Regions from separate parts of the Mus musculus genome. Here region 2 is linked to region 1. A link is a contact called in public promoter capture Hi-C data. All regions are on one chromosome and are shown on one strand. The core of a region is the stretch at or near the end of the contact, and the rest is flanking DNA. Distances in the headings are between cores, read along the strand shown.

Region 1 (7,523 bases), core at 2,935-5,434:
ATTTATTTTTTCTTGGATATTTTCCTTATTTACATTTCAAATGTTTTCCCCTTTCCAGACCTCCCCTTTGGAAACCCCGTCTCATTCATCCTCCTTAACACTTAAGATTTAAGATGACAGACTGGCCAGGCAGTGGTGGCTCTTTAATTCCAGCACTTGAGAGACAGAGGCAGAAAGAAGCAAGAGGATCTCTGAGTTCAAGGCCATCCTATACAGAGTGAGTTCCTGGACAGCCGGGATGCTGAGAAACCCTGTCAGATGCAAATACACTTAAGTGGGTCTTTTGTTTATTTTGTTTTGTTTGATGCCAGGTCTCACTGTGTAATCCTGGTTGGCCTGCAATTCACTAACTACACTGGCTTAAAACACAGAAATTTGTTTGCTTCTACCTTCCTGCTGCTGGGATTAAAGAAGCCACCTGACTAGGGTCTTTTTTTTTTTTCTGGTGGAGATAGGCTCTAATCCTGTAACCCAATGTGGCCTCTAATTCTTAAAATATTTATTATTATAAACACTATTATCATTTTATGTATATGAATGCTTTGACCCACAGGTGTCTATGCACGTTAATTCTCATAAAGTGTTAATATCTTAATATCATTAACTTAAGAAACTAGAGCATTACATTTTACTGAGTTGCCATTAAATTAGAAAAAAAAAAATTTCAAGACTCAGTCGATGAGGGCACTTGCTAACCAACCCTGACAATGTCAGTTCAGTCCTCAAGACCACATGATAGAAGGAAAAAACCCAACTCTTAGGAGAAGTCTTCTGATTTACACACACACACACATCATTAAAAATTAATGCTATTGGTTATCCTTTTAAATTTCCTAACGATGCTATTGGCGATTAGACGCAGTTTCTATTGGGCAGCCCGGCTGCAAACCACCAGTCAGTCTGTTTCTCACCTCCTACCACCTGCGGGGAACCAAAAAGGAACCTTCCAGGAGGCAAGGGCTCTAACTCCCCAGCCCTGGTTTGGGAGGCAAGCTTTCAGCAAGGAGCTCAGAGTGGCCTTAATCTCACAGTTTAGCTGGTCTCAAATTCTCAAGCCTCTTCTCCCTGCTGGATTGACAGGCCTACCGTCCTACCACAGAACCGTCTGCAGCTCTCCTAGGGAGACCAGGCTGGCCTCAGGTCTGCCTGCCTCTGCCTCCCCAGTGCTGGGATTAAAGGTGTGCGCCATCACACCCACCACGCAAGGAGGTCCTCACTAATTGAAAAACGCAGACCATCTCCGGTAGGCCTCCCCTTTTCACCTGATAGAAACCCTGCTTACCTCTGTGGTTGGCAGGCGGATTCCTGGGCCTGGCCTCTAGATGAGGTCTTCTGTCTTCCATAGCTGAGTCTCACGAATTCTGCCACCTTCGCCTGACTTCGTTACCTGTAACTGCACAGGCTGAGAGTCACCGGTGCCCTTCAAACACAGCAAATACCCAAACCCCACGAAGCCGGCCCTTCTGCCTTTATATGTTAATCATTTATTAAGGAAGGGTAAAACATGCAGATTCTAATCACAGCACAAGCACTCAACCTTGCGGATTCCCAACCGTGCTACAAACTCTAAACTTAACCTCACAATTTAGGCGATTCCAAGGGATCCAATCCTCCATTCCCGGACTCCTTCACTTGCTTGGGGTCAGAAAGAGAGAGTCATCAACTCCCAAACTACTGTTTGGTTTGCCTTCAACCAGGTTACTTAATCTACAGCTTAGGTTTCATTTCCTTTCTTACAAAATGATTGCTGGGGCAAAAGGAGTACAAGTGTGTCAATCCAAAACCATGTGCCAGCTAGCTGCAGGGTGCATGCTGGCAGCTCAGCTCAGCTCCTGGGAGCTGGAGGCAGGAGGGTCGGCAAGTTAAGAGCGGGGAAGCAGAAGCAGGAAGATCAGAAGAAATTCAAAGACAGCTTCCACTGAGCCTGAGGCCAACATGGACTCTATGAGACCCTGCTTCAACAAACACACACCCAAGGGCTCAGGACCTGGCCAGGCATTCTTAGGACACAGCAGTGGACAGGTTCCCTGCTCCCTCCTGCTAGACAGCAAGTGAGCTCTTAGCCTTCTTTCCTCTCAACCAGCTAGCAATTCTTGCCTTGCTTCTGTCTTGAGGATTTCTGATGCTGGGTGAAGAGGAAGCCCCTTCAGGGAACTTCTCAATATAACTCAGGCATAGCCTGTGGATGCAGGGGGGCAGGGTGGTGGTGACTCAGTTCTCAGCTAAAGGATTTTTGAGACTGTCCTCACAGTTTTAAAATATTCATAGTTGGAAACTGTGAATAGATTTGGCATTGTATGAGAGGTGGCTTTTATTCTTATCAGAAAAAAAAAAAAAAAGAGTCCCTTTTCTTCCCACAGGGAATATTTTCTGTGGTGACTTTTCTCCTCATCTTACCAAACCCTGTTCTTATGATGCAGGCTCAATGGTTAGTGTTTGTTTTAAGAAAAATTTTCTGAGGAAAATCCCTTCTTCCTCATTTTGAAAAAAAAATACTAAAATAGAATGCAGCAGCAGTGTAAAAGAAAACAGAAGCAAATAAGTGCTAGAGAAGGCGAGGGAAGAGTGGCAGGAGCAGGCGGGGAGGGCAAGTAAGGCAGGGAGGGCAAGCAAGGCAGGGAGGGCACCAGATCAGCAATGGTTAAGCTGTTGCAGGGATAACATTTAGAGACTTCTAATTACAGGGTAAGATGAAAGAGGATGGAGCAAGAGGTGGCAGCTGGGTTGTAGCTAGGTAAATTTCAAGTCCCGAGAGAAGTCGCCACACCATACATCCCTCAGAGAAACACTGTAAGGTTACAGAAAGCAGGAGAGATCTGGGGGGGACTCAGAGGTAGGGCAGGGCCTAGGGATGGGGAGCCCAGGGTGGTTGTGGAACAAGTGGGTATAGCAATAGGTGAGAAATGGAGAGAGTGGGGCTCCAGGGACCGGGAGCAGAGGCAGGACAACTACGCACAGGGGATGACTGGGTGCTGAGATGAAGGGGCACTAGAGGTGGGGTGTGATCAGGGTGGTGACAGATGAACTGAAGAGAGTCGAAGCAGGTAATGGCAGTGCCCGCGGCTCAGGATACGCTGGGTACTGAGGGAGGAGACACCGACTCTGGAGGTGATGGGGGCTGCTAAGGAGAGGAGACAGGGACTCTGGGGAGTGATGGTGAGGCTAATGGAAGGGAACAGGGATTTAGGGGTGATGGGGCTGCTGAGGAGAGGAAACAGGGACTGGGAAATGGGGCTGCTGATAACCAGGTAGACTTAACTCAGGGAACGATGGAGGGTGACGGTGGAGGTGGGAGGACAGGACTCTGGGGGTGGTAAGGAGTGGAAAAAGATCCTAGGGGTGATGGGAGATTCCAAATACTCCGGAGATGATAGGGGAACTGAGGGACTCTGGGGGCTATAGGGAAACTAAGAGAAAGGGGCAGGGACTCTGGGGGCTATAGGGAAACTGAAGAAGCAGACAGGGACTTCGGGGACTATAGGGGGGGCTGAGAGAAAGAGAACAGGGACTCCGGAGGCTACAGGATAATTGAGGGAAGAGGACAGGGACTCCGGAGGCTACAGGATAATTGAGGGAAGGGGACAGGGACTCCGGGGGTATAGGGAAACTGAGGGAAAGGGACAGGGACTCTGGAGGCTATAGGAAAACTAAGGGAAGGGGACATGGACTCTGGGGACTATAGGAGAACTGAGGGAAGGGGACAGGGACTCCGGGGGTGGTGGGGGCGCTGAGTGGGGCAGATAGGGACTCCAAGGCTAACCTGACACCCGGCCGGAGGCAGAGCGGGACGCCGGCGGTCGCAGCGCCGCAGAAGCAGGTGCGTGATAGGGCGGAGGCCACTCACCGGCTCGGGCGCGTCCTCCGCAGGGCTAGAGCTCAGCCCCGGCCCTGGCAGGTCGCGGCCCCGCCCGGCACCGCGAACTTTCGGTTTCCAGTCCCTGCAGCCCCTGGGCGGGGCGAGTAGCCTAGTGGGCGGCCCGGAGGAAGAGGAGGCCGCGCAGGACGAGGAGGCGGTGCCGCGGGCTCCAGCGAGAGGCCGGGCTCGCCTGCGCCCCCGCCCTCGGGGCGGGCGGAAGGGCGGCGTCGCCTCAGCGCCCGCGGTAGCGGCGGCGGCTGGACTGGCGGCTCCCCGCGGGCGCGGCGGAGGGGAGGGCGCGGCGGGGGGCGGGTTGACTGCGCCCCGGGCGGCCGCAGGTCTCGGCTGGCCCCGGAGCCAGGGGGACGCGGCGGGCGGCTCGTGCGTGCCAAGCGCGACATGGCGCGGAAGCCGAGAAGCCCCGGAGGCCCAGTGAGCACGGGGAGGGGCTAGACACTGGCTGGACAACCATTAGCTAGCTGGGGCCGGGCGGCTCGGGGACTACATTTCCCAGGACGCCAAGCGGTCGCGCCCGGAAGCGACGCGCCATGGGCACAGTGCGCAGGCGCACGCGCCGCCAAGGTCTATATAAGGAAGGTTCGCCGCCGCTCTCGTCCTTTCGTTCCGGCGGCTCCTAGAGCGTTTGCTTTGTTCCCGATATGTCTCGTCCCTCCGGGGTTAACTTGCAGATGGTGAGTTGAGTCCACACAGCACAAGTTTTTTTTTTGTTAACCTCTTATCAAGTTTAGTCGCTGTAACCGCTCCTAGTCTCCAAGTGTTGCTTATGGAGCGCGATCCCCAGGTTGACCTTCGAAGACGTGATTCAAGTGGAAAAGACGCCTTCTGCTTTGGCCTGGGAAGCTTTTTGCTGGTGTAAATGATGAACTCACTTTTTTCCCCGTCATATCGACAGTGCTGATGTTTTAAAACATTTGCCAGTTTGTCCTGATAAACACCAGCCTTCGAGGACCCTGGTCTTCTTTGTTCCTGGTCGAGGATATAGGTGGTGATGGACGCTTTTGTTTTGTAGGTTGACCTGACCAAGCAGGACAGCATGGAGGTTGGAGGGAGAGAAGGGCATCGAGGGAGATGAGAACTCACCTACCATCTGAAAGTCTTAAGGTATGCATTCGTCTAGTGGCCTAAAGTGGCAATCACGTGCTTTGAAGAGCCTTTAAGTGGGCAGTGATAGGGAATTTGATGCAAGAGTTACTGCTGAGGTTCGTTGTTTTAAAAGCCCCGAGGATTGAGCCTTATTATCAAAGTATACTAAAGTCTTTTAATTGTGTATCTGTACATACTGACACAGGAGATGCAGAGCCCTGTTGTTATTTAAAGTGTCCTGGTAGAACTGCCTGAGAAAAGGACTGATTAAGAAAATGGTCCCATTGAGATTAGTCTGTAACACATTTTCTTGGCTGTTGATATGGGAGCATTCAGCAGTTTGTGGGTGCAGTGTCTGAGCCGGGTTGAGATTTCTTTTGTATATGCGTGGTATTTAGAAAGGCAATGAAACATGTCTGCTAAAGTATTTGCAGGCTAGTGCTTTTCAAGATGTGACAATGGCTATCCTCCATTACTGTATTCTGATATCCACCCTGACCCACTCAGATAAAAATGTGAATATGCCCTAAATCAAGTAGGCCCGAGAAATGGCTTAGCAGTTAAGAGCACTGATGGCTCTTTCGAGGGGTCCTGAGTTAAATTTCTAGCAACCACATGGTGGCTCACAACCATCTATAATGGGGTCTGGTGCCCTCTTATGGTGTCTCTGAAGAGAACAATGGTGGTGTACTCGTGCATAAAATATATGAATAAATCTTACTCTTAAAAAAAGTAGGCCCGGGCTGGAGAGATGGCTCAGTGGGTAAGAGCACCCGACTGCTCTTCCGAAGGTCCAGAGTTCAAATCCCAGCAACCACATGGTGGCTCACAACCATCCTTAACGAGATCTGACTCCCTCTTCTGGAGTGTCTGAGGACAGCTACAGTGTACTTACATATAATAATAAATAAATAAATCTTTAAAAAAAAAAAAAAAAAGTAGGCCCAGGCAAGTTGACTTAAATTGAGGCAAGCCTAGAGACTGAAGGGTGCTATGTCTGAACAATTGTCATATCATTTGCAAGTGGACAGTGCCAGTCAGAGTTGTATATGTGAGACAGTTGCATTTAGGGTTTGGTGCTGGAGTCATGGGCGCCTCAGGTCATACGTGAGGCCTCCTGGTACATAATGTTGAAACTTTCCAAGGCGATTGTGATTATCTCAGCAAGTCCCATTCCTTTAGCTAATAATTGGAGACACTGGTATTACAGCTGTCTCCTGTAAAGGAGATGTAGTCCTAAGTAGCTGTCTACCTAGCCCTTGGGATCAGGCTCAGCAGCCTCCCACAGACAGGCATGTGTGATGACACAACTTTTTTCCCCATCAGATCGACCATGTTGATCACATTCTTTTAAGCCAGTATGTCTGACATGCCTGCCTGACAGTACCCACTGCTGCTGTGCCCTTGGCGCTCAGGTAGTTGACAGGTTATTTCTGCATTTTATCTCAGGTTTGCTGACAGACAAAACCGGGCTTTGAATGGAGCGTGAACTCCTGAGGCGAGCATTGGTGAGTGGTTTCCACGTGTCCCTCTTCCAGTGTATACTTTGTTTCTGACATAAACTTGGCTGGTGAACTGATGATATCATTTCTTTCCCCGTCAGATCGACCCTGTTGATCTCAAATACTAATTGCCAGTTTTGTCTGATGCATCAGCCCCAGGAATAATTCATTGTTGGCTTTAATCTATTTCACTTGATAATGGCTTCGATTTATTTTCTACAGGCCCGAGAGAGCCGAGGATGCAGGTGTTGGTCTGATCTTGATTTCAGGTGAGGTTCTTTTACTGTTTTAACCTGTTTCTAGGGATGTTATAACAAGTGTGGAGAGTAACGGGTGTTTGATTCTTGGCTTTTGCTGCTCTGTTCATGCTGTTAAGGTTCCTGGTGGGATTCAAGTTCACCATGTTGCTTGCTAAGTGGGGGTGGGGGATGTGTTCAGCCAGAAAAGCCTATCAACATTTTACTTTTCTTTTTAGGTACTTTTGGAATACAGAATACCAGATGTGTTCCTGCTGCCCAGCCCCACAAGGCTATGCAGAATGCAAAGAAGAGTTACTTTTTGGCTGGGGAGTAGTGGTATCATGTGCACTATTGCTGGAAATAATAAATATTGGCCTATCTGTAGAAATAAAAATCTGACTAATGATATTTATCTGCTGTGTCTTGAGTTTCTGGGTTGGGTGGGCCTACAGCTGCTTCCTGTGAACATTTCCCACTGCCTTAAGTGGGACAGCTGTGAGTAGCTAGCACCCTGGTGCTAGCTTTTAAGTTACAGGTCAGCCTGGCTGTAGCTGCTTTGCTGCTCCTGGCTTGCAGAGCATCTCCAGCCTTGTGGGGCCCAGGGATCACATTAGGGTTACTGCAGGTGAGAAGTGGCAGCCAAGGTTATCTGGACTTGGGGGTGACTTTGGCTCAGGTAAGTGGGCCTGAGTTTTTAGGTCCAGTGGCCCTGTGGTGGCTGATACATGGTTTGCCTGGCTGCTTCTCAACAGCCTCTTCTAAGCCCAATCCCTCTGTTTACTAAGAATCATAACCACACTTTTTAAAAAGATTGTGGGGCTG
Region 2 (7,523 bases), core at 1,512-4,011, 910 kb before region 1:
TATCACAGATTTTGTGTGGACACGTGACTATTATGTCTAAGGGCCGGGCTCAAACACTTCCTGCCTCTTATCTTTGAGGTGAAGGGGAACCTTCTTTGAACTGGTCAGAAAGGCAGGAAGGGCCTCAGGTCTTCAGAGAGGGCATAGTCTAAGAAAAGATAATGGCTGTGTGACAATCCTCCACATACCCAGGGGCCAAAAGCCGTCAAACCCAGCACCAAACCCAGACTACAGAGAGGCGCTGGATTCCCAAGTGAAAGGGCATTTGGAACATCAAGAGTGAAACTGTCTGTGGGATGGGGTCCTTGAATGAAGGCCATGTGGGACAGGGGGTCCCACGCAGGCACACAGACTGTACAAGGGTGCCTGGAGTTTCTCCCTCGGGGCCAGTCTTGAGTCAGCAAACTTTAAGCCTGAAAACCTAACATGCTATTAAGGTTTCAGAAAGTGTTGTAAATTCAAATAAAAAACCCTCAAGAGGGTTACACAAAGTCCAAAGCCACACTACCCTCAGCCCAGGGCAGGGACAGCGGGTTCATCATGCCATTGGCCAAGCTAACACTATCCTCAATAAACTGCTGATTTCAACACTGAACCACATAGAAACAGGTTGTTTTGATTTCCCTGGGGACCAGCCAGGCTGGGTGGAGAATCTTGGGGGGAGGGGTGTTTAGGGAACTCCCACCCCTTTTAATCAATGGTTGTATCTCAGTTGATCCCCTCTGGGCAAGGAGCTGGACCGGGTCACATGAACTGCAAGGTGAACAAAATCCAGGGTGTCCCCAGGGAAAGCCAACATCACCTGCTCTCTGTCACCTCCAGAGTAGCTGGGGGTGCACCGTGGGAAAGAGGCAAGGACAGATGGAAAGGGGGAAGAGGGCGGGCATCCCCACAGACAGAGCAAATATCCAGATTCAAACGAAAGCTGAATGTAATTACTTGGTTAATTAAATATTGACTTTTAACTCAAAAAGTGATTAAAACAAGCTGCAGGAGAGCCAGTCCTGGAGGGGTGGGGCCAATCAGAACTTTCAGGAAGTGGGGAGGGGGAAGGGGGAAGGCGGGGGTCACCACAGCCATGCTCTGTGCAGAGCGTCCTTCTGTGTAGGGAGACAAGGCTCTCAGGGTCCCCTCCAGGCAGAGATCACTAAGCAGACCCATGGCCCCGCGGGTGGCTCCTTCCATCTGCCCACTTGGAGCCTCCTTTCGCCACCAGCCGCCCTCGCAGGGACTAACACTACCATCCGCGCTTCCCTGGGTGACACTCCGTGCCTGGTACACTCAGAGCGCCACAAATGCTTGTCGAATGAATGAATGAATGAACTACTACTCTCTAAACGAAGTCGCAGTCCCCGCTGCAGCGTCCCCTCCGGGCTTCTGGAGCCCGCGGCGGACGCAGGTCTGCAGGGCGATGGGTTCTGACCTGGCGCGGGAGAAGTTTTACGATTTCATTTGTCCTCCGTTCTGCGAGTTCCTAGTCCCTGCTTGCTCGGGTCCTGCCCGGACAAGCCACACGTGGTCTGGCTTCTAGCTGGCCCTCTGGATCTAAACCTCAAGGGGTCAACCGGGCCATGCTCCTGCAGCCCGCGGGTCCACGCGCCCTTCCCCGGGAACCACCGGGGCGCGGGAAGTCCTCCCCTAGCCGCCCAGCCTTGCAGACGGGGTCAAATCGGTCAGCCCCACTGAGGCCGGCCGGTACCTAAACCTCCGGGTAACACCCTCCCTGAGCCGGGCAGCGGGGACCGGCTGGGCTCACCTGAACCGTGCTCGCCCTGGAATCTGTGATCCGGGCCCGGCCCCGCGCCCCACTCACCGCGCGGCCCCCGCGGCCTCACCGCGTCTCTGCCGCAGCCGGGCCGGGCCGCGGGGCGTAGGGGACTCTGCCTTGCCGCTGCTCCAGCCGCCTCCGCGGCATCCCGGCTTCTGCTTCGCCCCGCCCGCCCCGGCCTCCGCGCGCGCCAGGACCCAGGACCCAGCCGCCTCCCGCCCCGCCGGGGACCCGGCGATTCAGCCATCGCTCCTCACCTCCGCCGCCGCGGCCGCCCCGCGCCCCGGCCCGAAGTCCCGGCGGCTCCCGGCCTGCTGCCTGCCGAGCCGGTGGCCGGCCGCGCTCCCGCCGCCGAGCGCGCACCCTCGCGGGCCCGGGGCGCACTCACCCGCACCCGCTCCCGCTCGCCCTGGGCGCGGAGTTGAGGCTGATGTGCGCTGAGCAGGGAGCTGCCGGCGAGCCGGGACCGCGCGTGCGTGTGTGCGCGCGTGTGTGCCACTCGGACCGGGGGCGCATCTCTTAGTCCACCAGACACCGGCGCGAAGTCGCGAGGGCCATGGATCAGGCCCCCGGGCTGGCGCGCAGAGAATCCAGCCTCTTTCCGCTTTTTCGTCCTCCTCCCTCCCAGCAGCGAGGAGCCAAGTGTTCCCTGAGGCGTGCGACAGCCCCGGCCCGGCGCTGCCCCTCGTAATGACACGTTAATAAATGTTTTCTTTTATCCGCTTTCACAGGGGCTCGCCCTGGTTTGCAAACACCCGGCAGCCTTAGCTGAAAGCCCCGCGCTCGCCTCTAAACACACACGCACACACTTGCCATTGGAGACGCCGGCTCGGGCCGATCCCCAAGCTAGATCGCGGGAGGAACTGCCCACGCGCCTGGGACCTTCCCACGCGTCTCCGAAGCTCTCTGAGAAATTAAGTTGAGCTCAAGCGAAAGCAGAAGCGTTGCCCAGACATGGGCCGGGAATGGGAAAGAAAGGGGAGGCCGGTTCCCTTGGTAAAGGGAGAACTCTGACTCCAGGTGGTGCTGTCTGCGCGGTTTCTGCCGTCCCCGAAGCCACCAGAGGCTTGAGGGGGCCCTGGCTGCCAAGGGTGGGTGAAGAGCCTCACAGAGCCCACCAGTAGCTTCAGAAAGTACAGCTGATGTGCTAGGGGGTTATCGACCCTGCGGTGGAACGGGGCGGGCCTCGGATGGAAACGTAACCCCTGAAAGTCTTCCAAGATGTTCATCCATTTATAGATACTGAAATCAAGACAGAGCCGTTAAGTTATTGGCCCAAGGTCAGATAGTTGGATCAGGATCTGAACCCAAGAAGCTGAGCTCCGGAGTTGTATCTGACCCCCCAGGCTGCGCTTATTTTCAAGATCCTCCTTCCCCTGGTGGGATTTTTCTAGTTTTCTGATGGATAGCGTTTGTCAAATTCACGTAGTAAAAATAACAGGGCACCGATGGAGATGCACTAAAATCACGTCCTCGCTGTTTATCTAAAATTCAAGCGGGTTGTCTGGACTGCGTGGGGGGCTCTCGACTCCGCCCATACAGTCGTTGTACTAACCCTGAACTTGCTTTCCTAAGCCGGGGGCAAGCCCCACCTTTGGCTAGTGTAGAGTCCTGGCTGGATACAGGATGTTAGGCGTGAGTATTCGCTTTCATGAACCCCCCCCCCCACCCTCCACCCCACCCCCAGGCATTCCAGTCTCAGTGCTGCATGAGAAGGGGCTGGGCCCCTGCAGCGCTGTTCATTGGATGCTTGGGGCAGAGGGCTCCCATCCTTGAGATTCTGAGAACTTCATTAGAAAGCACAAACACACAAACAAACATCAAATGTACAGTGCTGGTGCACGCCTGCAATCCCAGCTCTTGGGAGGCAAAGGCAGGAAAATAAAAAATTCAAGGTCACCCTTATCTACACACAGGGTGATTAAGACCAGTTGGAGGTCCAGGAGACCCTATTAAAACAAAACAAAACAAAACAAAACAAAACAAAAGGAAAAAAATCTCAGAAAATAAACCAATAAAACAGATAGAAAAGCAGGTGTAATCAGTTTCAACATCCCAGACATTTAATTGAATAATTAAATTGATTAATTTATATATCCTTATAGGGTCAACTCAGACAGTATTCTCGTGGCCCACATCTGTGATGCCTGCACTGGGAAGGCTGAGGCAGGAGGATCACCCAAAGTCAAACTTTCTATATAGTGATACTGTCTCAGAAGCACACGAAGCAACAACAATGTATACACTTGATCTTTTTGTATCCTTCTCTTTTTCTGCAACAGGTAACTTTACATGCTATACCCATCCTGGCTTGGGGTTCTCCTCCCAGGAAGAACAGCAGGTTCTGTGGCCAAATGGAGAGCTTTGCACCTGGTCATCACATGAAGTGTACATTCATAGTTTTTGGAGAACATGTATGCTCAGAGATGACAGAGGCTTGTACACAGCCCACAGGCTGCACCTGGCTTTGAACCACATGCCTTATTTCAGCAGTGACTTTCTAGCAGGTCTGCAGTGTCCTATTGCGGTCTGGGCAGGAAGGATGCAGAATGGAATCTGTGCCCTGTTTGCTCTGAGGTTCTAGAGAATGCTCTAGAAGTTGGGGATTTACATCAGAAAACACTAGGACCACACCCTTGCACTTCAGACTTGACTCTCTGTAGATGGGTGTGCCCAACAGAAATTCCAGGAAAGAGGGCAGTTCTCAGTCTCCCAGTTGGGACTGAGCGCTGGAGGAGGGTGGTATCATGTGATTTCTCTTATGTTTCTTTGTTGTAATGGAAATGGAAAGTGGTGGCAATGCCAGCACCTGACCACTTTTCTTCTTTACAGAGGAGGAGACAGAGCTTAGGGACAAGTGTGTGTGTGTGTGTACCTGGGTGTGTGATTCAGGGAATCATTAATCAGTTAAGACAATTGACTTCCCCCTAACTCCTAGTGCACACCTAACCCTGCTGGTCTGGGCCTCAGCCTGTTGCCTGGGCTCTTTCCAGGAAGATGAAAACGGCTGGCCCCACTCAAGAACTTCTGTGTCGATCTAAAGATGTGAGGGACTTCAGGGTCAGAGTCCCCCAGCCTGGGGAGTCACTGTCTCTTCTACAGTTCATCTCTGGCCTGGGTGGGCTACACAGGGTCCCCAGGACCTGAGTTTCCAGCCCCTGCCTTCTAGACACTTGGTCCAGGCCAGCCTTTCTTCTATGACCCCTGTGCTCCTGATTAATATCCGTCTCTGCAAATAGCAGAGCTGGGTATACAACCATGGAGCCGTCTGAACTCCAGACTCTCAAGCTAACACCCCCATTGTTGGTTTAACCTTGAGAACCTTTGTCCTGACACCCCTATGCCTTGCTTTTTCTCTGTGGCAGTGCCTTGGTGGCTCACTCCGCAGGACATCGTGGGTGCTACTTACCCTATGGGGTCCTTTGCATTGTTATGCCCTTGGTTCTCTGGCAATGGCGGGAACTCCTGTGGGTCTTTCTGCATCCTGGCCCACAGGTTGAAATGAGTCAGACGGTCTCAGCTTTTTTGGCTGCATCTGGGCGAAGTCGATGGTATTTTATGAGGGTTATAAAAGACAACCTTTTAACATGTCTCAAACAAATTGGCGTGTAAAGAAGAAACAGTAACCGTAGGGACACGGCTGCAGGCTGGGGGCTCTGGCTGAGGCCCCACGTTCTGGGGGCACAGGTGGCTTTAATAAGGCATGCATGCTTGGCTGTGACTTGCTTCTCCAGGGTGGAGCTCAAACTTCCTGGCTCCTGAGTGGAGATAGATAGGCTTTTAAAATACCAATAAGGTGTAATAATGTCCTCTGTATCAGAGGCATTGATGAAGAGGAGGAAGATGGGGAGAATTGCATCTTGAGGGGATATATATATTAGAGATTTGGGGTTTTGTTTTTTTTTTTTCAACTTAAAAAAAAACCAAATTCCAGTTCTTGCACAACAATATGAATTTGTGGTTAATTCTGCTGAAGTCTCGCAGTTAGAACCCAAGCTGTCTTGTCAGGAGAAATACCCTGGTATTAGCAAGAAGCTGTTTATATATCTTCAGATATTGTGATAATGAGAGCGACTCCATAGGCCTCCATTAAAACAGAGCACTAATTGTATTTCATGTGGCCTCTCCGGGCCAGCACACGGTCACAGACAGGCTTTACTTCAGCAAAATGCGGCTATCTTTGCATCACCACGGCCGTTTCCCCCCTTTAATTACATGTAATTGTGTAGTCTAATTTATTCTAACGCCTGACGCTTAAAAGTGCACATTTAGGAATCAAGGTCTAGTTTGAGAGGGAGGAGAATTATAAACCACTGTAATTGCCACGGGCAATCTCAAAGAGTGATGGTGTTTACTGTGAATTCTTACCAGGGAAAGAGTGGGATAGTCTCCAGTTAAGACACTCTTCAAAGACCACGAGGACATGGTGACAATCAGACTTGTTGTCTGATGTTAGACCATTGGTCTCTCTTGGAGAAATGGGTCAGAAAGTTTATGTGAATCTGTATCAGTTGTGTGGCCCAGGTTTGTGTGGGTACATGGACATGTGAGGACAGATGGAGTTGACAATGAAAATAGGCACGAGGCCCCGGGCAAAGCAGAAGTCTCTCTCTGGACAAGGTAGAACAAAAAGACTCTTCTTTTCAAGTTGGATTGTTTTTGTTTGTTTGGTTTTTGTTTTGCTTCGGTTTTGGTTGTTTGTTTTTAAATTATCTGCACATATTTCTGTGTGTCTGTGTATGGGTATGTGAACATGCATGCAACGCCTTCAGTAGCCAAAAGAGGGCGTCAGAGCCTCCTGAACGTGGCACCAGGTCTCCTGGAGCTAGAGTTATACGCAGTTATAAGCAACCTGCCATGGGTGCTAGGAACCCAACTTTGGTCCTCTGCAAAGCAGTGTGTGCTCTTAACCTCTGAACCATCATCTTTCCAGCCCTGGGATCTTTGTTTTCTTGAGGGGAAAAGTACAATTCATTTGTTCGTAAGTGTAATTTGATCTAGGGCTTTCTCTGGGACAGTATATCTAGTTTTATGGTCGGATTCTAGAGAAATCACTTCTGAGCTTTGATTATAGTTTATAGATTGTGATTATGATGGCGGGCCATGGCTCGACGCTGCTCTAGGGTTGAGAGAGTCTAGCAGCCTGCACTCAGCTCAGCCACTGACTGGCAGGTGGTTCATTTGCTGACTCTGCCAGCCCCACCCACTCAGTTTTCCCATTTAAGAATGAAGATGGGCTGGGCAGTGGTGGCGCACACCTATAATCCCAGCACTTGGGAGGCAGAGGCAGGCAGATTTCTGAGTTCGAGGCCAGCCTGGTCTACAGAGTGAGTTCCAGGACAGCCAGGACTGCACAGAGAAACCCTGTCTCAAAAAACAAAAAACAACAACAACAAAAAAGAATGAAGATGGGTTAGGGAGGTAGCTTGGTTGGGAGAGCACTGCCCTTGCAAGCAGGAGGACCTGAGTTCAACCCCTAGGGTTTATGTAAAAAGCCAGGGATGACTGCATACCTGTAACTCCAGGGCTGGGGGGAGGTAGTGATCAAGGGGGACACCTGACGTTACTCTCTTACCTCTGTCTTCTCTAGTAAATGGCCACTTTATTTTTTGAGACAGCATCTCTCACTGAACCCAGTACTCACTGGTTTTGCAAGATTGTCCTGAGATCTGAACTCAGGCACACACACCTTGGGACACGTACTTTACCAACTGACCTGGCTCCCCGAGATTCTCTTTTTACAATGATGTGAACA

The links. Capture Hi-C pulls out chosen DNA fragments and counts their contacts.
Region 2: a promoter capture Hi-C map of pancreatic islet shows a contact between it and region 1. The contact joins the promoter of Sulf2 here to the promoter of Zfas1 in region 1.

Annotation. Positions count from the first base shown.
Region 1 is chr2:167,058,750-167,066,272 of GRCm38.p6, forward strand. Zfas1 (zinc finger, NFX1-type containing 1, antisense RNA 1) reads left to right here and starts at 4,185. Exons shown (of 5, transcript NR_138563.1): 1 at 4,185-4,548; 2 at 4,887-4,978; 3 at 6,410-6,468; 4 at 6,685-6,731; 5 at 6,938-7,113. It overlaps Znfx1 (zinc finger, NFX1-type containing 1), which reads right to left and starts at 4,266. Exons shown (of 14, transcript NM_001033196.2): 1 at 3,761-4,266; 2 at 1,283-1,393. The coding sequence starts at 1,343. It overlaps LOC115486178 (a small nucleolar RNA gene), which reads left to right and starts at 4,724; the gene lies at 4,724-4,816. Gm23201 (a small nucleolar RNA gene) reads left to right here and starts at 6,249; the gene lies at 6,249-6,337. It also overlaps Snord12.
Region 2 is chr2:166,152,922-166,160,444 of GRCm38.p6, forward strand. It overlaps Sulf2 (sulfatase 2), which reads right to left and starts at 2,762. Exons shown (of 21, transcript NM_028072.5): 1 at 2,582-2,762.